2 separate regions of the Mus musculus genome follow, and region 2 is linked to region 1. Evidence: chromatin contacts called from public promoter capture Hi-C data. All regions are on one chromosome and are shown on one strand. The core of a region is the stretch at or near the end of the contact, and the rest is flanking DNA. Distances in the headings are between cores, read along the strand shown. Region 1 overlaps Bmp2k (BMP2 inducible kinase). Region 2 holds the start of 4930524J08Rik.

Region 1 (3,668 bases), core at 874-3,373:
GTTAATGTTTAAGACAGGGTCTCACTGTGTAACCCAGGTTGTCCTGGAACTCACAGACTTATTATACATAATTATATATTAATGGTATATTAAAATCTCCCTTAACAAATCTGGCAATTTTCTTGTAATCACTATTATGCCATTCAGTTTCCTCCCAACTCATTAGTTCCCCTTTGGATATCAAAAATGCTATTCTGTGCCCAGTGACACAATGGTCCCTCAGTCCAACAGCATATCAGAGCCCAGTGACACATTCTATGATCCCAGCACCCTTCAGGCCAAAGCAGGGGATTCCAGATTGAAGGCTTGTATAGGCTACAAAGTGAGGCCCTGTCTGAGAGCAAGCAAGACAGACCCCTCAGGCACAAGACTGTGTTCTCCTTTTCCTTCCTTTGGGACATTGTTCCCCATTAGTTTCTAAGACAGTGGAAATGTGACTCTCTGAGTTGACTCTGGTACAGACAGTCCTGTTTAATGATACACTCACCTTCTGGAACATACTGGAAGTCACTGACGTTCTTGAATTGTATTTGAAGGGTTTTCACACTTACTTTGCATTTCAGTTGTATTTTGGTCCAGGTTTAATGAACTTGGGTCTGAAGGTTGGCCTACCTGTAAAGTGATGAGGTATGTCACTTCTTCCTTTAGAGTCAGTTTATGATTCTTGATGGTCAGGACTTCTTTTTCAAGATGTTGGCAATATTATTTGCCGTAATTAAAATCTGCCATATGTTCTATGGAAACGGGCTCAGAGGGTGCCAGTTACTTTGTTTAAGTCACATAATTAATAAGTAGGAATCCAGTTCTGATGTTAAACTCTTCCATAAAGAGTAGCATAAATAGTAGTAAGCAATTAAAAAATGAAATGGAAGACAACCTGCACCACCAGTCAGATAAGAAAATGGCCCATCTTATGGCATCTTGTGTTTGGAAATAGTGCTCACAGCCTGTGTGGTTGTCTTCTTGCATTCGGACTCTGCCACTTGGCCTGCCTTCAGAGCAGTCCTGCAGATTCTCATAAAACCTTTTGCTAATCCACTAATCCGGAGGCCTAACATGATAAATTGTTGGGAAATGACGGCAGGCAGTATGCTTCCAATTCACAGTGTGCTTTAAAGTGCCCCTCCCCTCCTCTGCCTGGATGATAGGACAACAGACGGCATGTAATTACAATCGCAGTTCAAGCCATTTATCCTCTATAAGCTGATACTAAAGAAAAGAGCATTGAAACAAAATTTCCTTGACACAGCAAGCTTCTTACATGATTAAAAGGATGCCAACTGTTTGCCCTTTGAGCGGAAACGAAATGGGAAGAGTTGCAGTGTAGACAGAATGTGGCAAATGTGCTTTGTCCCTGAGGAGGGGACTTTCAGCAACGTGGCTCTTCGGTAGTTTATGAATTTACAGGTATATACTTTGCAGGATTGATTTAAAATAGTGAAGCATTAACTAGGACTTCACTTCTTAAATGAAGTGTTTAAGAGAATACTGTTAACCACTGTATAAATATCCAGCCAAAGAAATGCTGTGTTAGATATCCCCTCCAAATTTGGATTGAGTATTAAAGGTTCCATTTAGCTTGTGCAAGAATATACCTTTGAAGTTTGAACATCTAGAAATTGTCTTTTGTGAAAACTTACAACCCAGAATTGGTCAGTTTATTCTCTCAACATTCTTTTGGTGAATTCCTGTTTTTGCATCTGTTTGGTGAGGTAAGCTTGTTTTCAGAACCCCCCACACTCCTCCCCTTCCCCATTCCCTGCCCAACACACATACAGTTGTGTCTGTCACCCATTGTCAGATGTGGTGACAGAGGAGGCATGGAGCCTTCAGAGTGACAGAGGAGCAGTGTCTCACAGGTTGCTAAGGTGCTTTGAAGTCAAACACTGTCTTACTCACCCATGAAAGACAAAGCAAACGTGATAAAAGATATATAAAGAACCCTTAAGGAACAGCTCAGTTCAAACACTGTTGAAGCAGAAACAACAAGTACCCATATGGTAGTACTTTCCCCTGTTATGGCATGCCGCCATAGGGGGCAAAAGGAAGCAGGCAGGCCAGCTCCTGGTCGTACTTGGCAATGCTTTGGTAAACTGTGCTGAACATTGCCTGGTGACGCTAGTCCAGAGTTTACAGGTCAGAGTTCGAAGGTAGTGTCTGCAGCAGGAGAAGTCACTGAGGCTTTAATATATGTGGCTCCAAACTCTGGTAACTATCAAATTCCTCATGTGTAAAGAGAGATTGAACTAAATGTATGTCTACAAATCCCTTGTTATTGAAAGAGTTCAGGATACAGTTGAAGCTAAGAAACAGGGTTATAATTCCAAAACAGTGAAGAGATGTAAGAGAAGGCCCAAGAACTGAAATTTGAGTGGTACTAGACTAAACCTTTCAAGAAATAGGAAGGCATGATGGCCTGTGGACATGGCAAGTCAGTTCTGAAGATGTGTTTCAAATGGAAGAGAAAGACATCTCTAGCATAGATCATAGCAAACCTTAGAGCAAACCTTACAGATCCCAGTGTATTGGGAAGTCAGTAGTGAGGAGTTGGAGAGAATGTGGAGAACTGGTGCTGCAGTAAATATCTTGACCCTTTGACACCTTCCCTGGGGCATCACAAGTGTGTAGTTAGGGCTCCATGAAGAGTACCTACAAGTGCCATGACTGCTGCCCACAGTCTCTCTGCGTCTTCACTTTAATCCCTAATAAAAGCCGTGAGGCCGATAATGCCATTCATTCTGCAGGTTAAAGAAGCAAGTCACTGAGTAATGAAACCATCTAAACTATAAGTCTTCAAGCAGCTCTCTAATTTAGCTTAAGAGGACTTTATGTTGTATGTATATTTTTAGGTAGACACCAAACAGTTGTTATTCCACTTCTTTAGTCCATGCTGAGATGTTGCTAAGGTTACTGAGTGATTGGCACATTCCATCACTGACAGTGTGGTGCACGAGGTGTGGGAGGTGAACAGTGGCTCTGGTCAGAAGGATAATTGGAGTTTGTGCTTGCTCTCTCCTGTTGCTCAGCGAGGTTCTCCTGGCTCTCGTGGTTTAAATTAGGATTTCAATGCTGGATACTTTATAAACTAAAAAGATATTTAACACTTGAAAACTTAGGGCTTTTACTGATCTCCTCAGATCTGCATTGCTTATCCTAGTCACATATTCTCAGGCTTTTGGTCTGAGTGAACTTGCACTGTTACTGGGATGCAAACAACACTTGACAAAATGATAACGTGCTCTAATTTCTGACGTATGTGTGTGGGTGGGTGGGGCGGTAGGGAAACATTTCTGCACGTGGATTGTGTCCAGAGCCCACTCTGGTCCAGGAGCTTCTGAGGTAAGGTCTTTCAGGGGAAAGTCTCGGTGTTTGAAATTGTTCGGACTCTTCACAATGTTGAATTTCTGAAAATGTTCTCTCTTAAAATTGGGAATGACGGTTTTACTTGGAATCTGAGCTAATTTAAAATTTTATTCATGTTTTTCTTACTTAAATGTGGAACATATTAATATATTACTATTTTCCCTGGAAGTCTATTTAATATGTTTCAATTAAGATTTATTTATTTTCTTATTTGGGAGACAAGTATTTTAACTAATAGCTCTCAAATGATTATTTTACTGCTATTTATTAATAAATAATAGCTTGGCCATAAAGATTTGGCCCTG
Region 2 (3,668 bases), core at 388-2,887, 2.9 Mb after region 1:
GCATTTTAACATTATTAAAAGCAGCTTCTGGTGGCGATATAAGTTACTTCAATTAAAGGAAGCAAGTTAGTATTTTAAAAAAACCTGAAAAAAACTAATTCATTGACCACCACAGGATTTATTGCGTATTAAAGGGTGAGTGGGCTCCTTTGAACAATAGTGAGAGGGTGAGACTGAGAAGAAACCAAAACAGGCTCCTGGGCACTGAAAAGGCGGGAGAGAGATGTAAAAAATGTAGTTGCACAGACTAAATAAGGAAAGACTACAATCTGTACAAATAGGCAACCCAGAATCTGAGGGCGCGAAAAGGGTGCATAGAGAGAATAACTTGGCAGAATGGGGGAAGGGCAACCGCAGGCGGGAGGTGGAAGAGCCCCAGTCAAGTACAGGCCCCATCGACCAGGAAGGACTTAAATGGAGCCCGCGGAGCCACACCAACGCGCCAGCAGACCAGGGACTTTGGCAGGCCCGGTCTGTCTACAGCACAAACGCAGGGCCTGTAGGAGCGTGTCGTGGTGACAGCGTAAAGTGGACAGAACGAACGAATCCTAAGACGAAAACTATTTAAAAGCAATGGCCTGCGGCCGACGCGGGAGAAAAGAGAGGTGGACAGCCTACAGCTTTCCCAAAGCAAGAGCGTGTCAATAATCGCACCGTCTCGGGGGCGAGGGCGAAGCGCCCGACCAACCTTGGCAACCCTGGTAAAAAGCTTTTCTGTGCGTTTGCATTTTTAAGCCTAAGAGGTTAGAAATCCGGGAGACGTGGGGGTGGGGTGGGAGGGTAAGCTCCGACAGGCGGGAAAAAATCCTGGCGGCCACATCGGTGGGAGGAGACCCGCGGCGAGGGAGGAAAGAGGGCGGGCCGCGGAGTAGCATGGTGACGGCTAAAGGTGGAAACGTGTGTGATGGGGGAGGGGGCGAGCAGGCAGGGAAGGAGATGCAGGCCCGGGGGGGAGCCCGAGGTACAAGAGGGGCGGCCGAGGGGGCGACTGCACTGGGGCCTGCGGGCGGGCGGGCGGTCGCGGGAGCGAGGCCTAATGGCGGGGAGGGGGAGGGGGCCTGGCGAGCGGCTGCCCGGGGCCGCCCCTTACTCACCCTTCATCCTCCTCGTTCTTACTGGCGTCGATCTTGGCTCCCTCTGCCTCGGCGCTGCCTCCTTCGGTGCCTCCGGCCGCAGAGCCGCCGCCGCCGCTCCCGCTTCCCGCCGCCGCCGCCGGCCCCTGCGCCGCCGCCGCCACCATGGCTCCCTCCTGCTCGCCCGCCGAGCCGCCTACCGCCGCCGTTGCCGCCGCCGCCGCCCCGTCCCCTCCGAACTGCTCCTCCGACATAGTGCTACTGCCGCCGCCGAAGACGACACCCGCCGACGCCGCCGCCGCCGCGAACCGAAACTAGCAGCAAAGTAATCCCCGCCGCCGCCGCGCGATGCCCGCTCTACCTCGCGAGGCACCCTAGACAAGGCGCGCGCGTGGCTGCAAGGGCTCCTGCGCCTCTCCCCGGCCTGCCCCCCTCGCCTCCCACTCTCGCGCAGCGCGCTCTCTCGCTCTCCCCGGCTGCACTGAAAAAAAAAAGAATGAAGTAGCAGCGGCGGCCACTCTCGCCTCCTCCTCGCTTTAATGGCGCCGCCGCGGACCACCTAAAATGGCCGACGGAAGAACGGCGCGTCCCGGTCACGTGGCTCCGGAGCGCGCCCTTTGCGCCTCCCCCGCCCCCGTCCACCGCTAGGCCCCGCCCCCCGCGCAGGCCCCGCCCTCCCCGTCCCTTTCCGACTGGCTCTCACGCCCCGCGGTCGCGCGGCGCGGGCCTTTAAAGAGGACCGGAAGTGGCGTGCGCAAGAGGGGCGCGCGGGTACCATCGAGAACAAGGAGCGCTGGTTCGAGGGCGCGGCTAGAGAGGCCTCCCCCGCCCCCGTCCCTTGGCCCCGCCCTTCCGCGGATTCCTGGAGTCACCGGCCGCTCCTCGGCTTTGGTTGGCAGGCGCGGCCGACCTGGAGGGGTGTGGTTCGTCCATCCCCAGCGGAGACTTCGTGGAGGCTGCCCTCAGGGAGCCACGGCTGTGGGCCCCGGGACCTGCGTGGGGCAGCGGGCCGCGCCTGTGCAGTGCTCCGCCGTCCCTGCGCCGGGTGACATTGAGGCTCCGCCGCGGCGCTGTCCAAAGGCGGCTTTGATGGTCGAGGCTGCCTCTTCTCAGAGTTGCTTCCCTAGTCTTAAGCTTTGCCTCCGTTATTACAAGAGCCTAACGCCGGCCACGATTCTTTGAAGTCACTATGGATTGGGAAGTGTATGTATTAAGGTCGACTCCAGGGCTCCTTTTTTTTTACGAGTTACAGTCCTTGTATTAAACAGGATATATAAATGTCATGAATCATCTTTACGAGGTTTCTGGGTTTGTGGTGTTGAGGTGGCGATTTTATAAAAAGAAAAAAATGAAACGCCGTTAGGCGTGTGATTCACGATTTTAAAATTAATCGCTAAGAAACCTATTGGAATTCCTACTCAGGAGTTAGACTTTGAAGCTTCCTGCAAGACTTAGAAGAAAATGGAATTTCTGGTTTGGTTTGGTTTGGTTTGGTTTGGTTTTTTTTGTCGTCAACCACTCGACTGCTTAGTAAGTATCCAGTTTCCAAACAGGGTTTGGAGAAGTTTACAAAAGACAGCATACAGGGACAGGACTTCAGCCCAGCTAATTAGGTACACGCTGTAATCCCAGAACTGTGATCCCAGAGAAGGGAGGAAGGACTGTTGAGGCCAACCTGGCATTACCCCTTAGCAAAACACATAAAAAAATTTTAAATAAATGCTTCCCATGGTGTACTTTAAGTCAATTTACAGTAACTGTACATAATCTGAAAATCCCAACGATTAAAACAAGATTTATCACTACAGTTTGTTACAGAATCCATAAAATGAAAGAATATGCATCAAATAGTGGAAATGTCTTCAACATTGAGCAAATCACAGACAGGCAACCACCAAGATGATTGGCGAAAAAGAAGTGATTCCACGTTTTTCTTTACCATCCAAAAATACTGACCAAATAAGATGACTCAAGTCAAATATTGCAGGTTGGCAACAACTTGGATGAACCCGAGGTTTTTATTTATCCTATGGATTTAAATGATGAGCCTTTTAGAAAAACTGGTTGTAGTGGTTTAGAGATTGGTCCCAAAGGCTCCTATGTTTGAATGTTTTAGTCACCATGCCATGGAACTGTTTGGGAAGGATTAGGAGGCATGGCTGTGTTGGGAGATGGTATTCATGGAATTTGCTTTGAGGTTTCAAAGGCCATACCAGGCCTTTCTGCCTGCTGCCTGTGGATCAGGATGGAAAGCTCTCAGCCCACAGGTCATTGCCTACCCTGCCTGCTTCCCACCATGCTGACACTGGACTACCCCTCTCAAATTAGAAGCAAGCCCCCAACCAAATGCTTTTCTCTTACACATTGCATTGGTCCTCACAACAGTAGAACAGTAACTAAGACATCATTTTACCGAAAAAAGTTTACTTTAATTCACAGGCAGCCCTGTCGCTTCTGGAATTTGAGTGTTACTCAAGAGTTCCTCACACTAAGGCCTACGTGCCTTGTTTTGTTTTCTTTTTTGAGACAGGGTCTGTAACCCAGGCTGGCCTGGAGATCACTGTATAGCCTAAGGTGGCCTCACACTCTGGGCAG

Evidence for each region. Promoter capture Hi-C pulls out the DNA fragments that hold promoters and counts their contacts.
Region 2: a contact with region 1 is called in a promoter capture Hi-C map of liver, with 5 times the contacts expected there. The contact joins the promoter of 4930524J08Rik here to the enhancer-like site in region 1. A contact is called at or near these places in 4 of 39 promoter capture datasets (the 3T3-L1 cell line, hippocampal neurons and liver) and 1 of 115 datasets of contacts at active chromatin or transcription factors (astrocytes).

Annotation. Positions count from the first base shown.
Region 1 is chr5:97,076,763-97,080,430 of GRCm38.p6, forward strand. The region is part of intron 15 of Bmp2k (BMP2 inducible kinase); the gene reads left to right. Among named protein-coding and RNA genes, the nearest start is that of Paqr3, 33 kb to the right of the region's middle. Within about 2 kb of position 2,124, at least 15 of the 459 cell types and tissues checked have an H3K27ac peak or open chromatin away from gene starts, as enhancers often do. A contact at or near this core is called in liver, where this site is marked.
Region 2 is chr5:99,977,298-99,980,965 of GRCm38.p6, forward strand. 4930524J08Rik reads left to right here and starts at 1,638. Exons shown (of 2, transcript XM_030254981.1): 1 at 1,638-1,655; 2 at 1,740-2,369. The coding sequence starts at 1,638. The coding sequence ends at 2,255. It overlaps Hnrnpd (heterogeneous nuclear ribonucleoprotein D), which reads right to left and starts at 1,641. Exons shown (of 9, transcript NM_001077265.2): 1 at 1,095-1,641. The coding sequence starts at 1,327.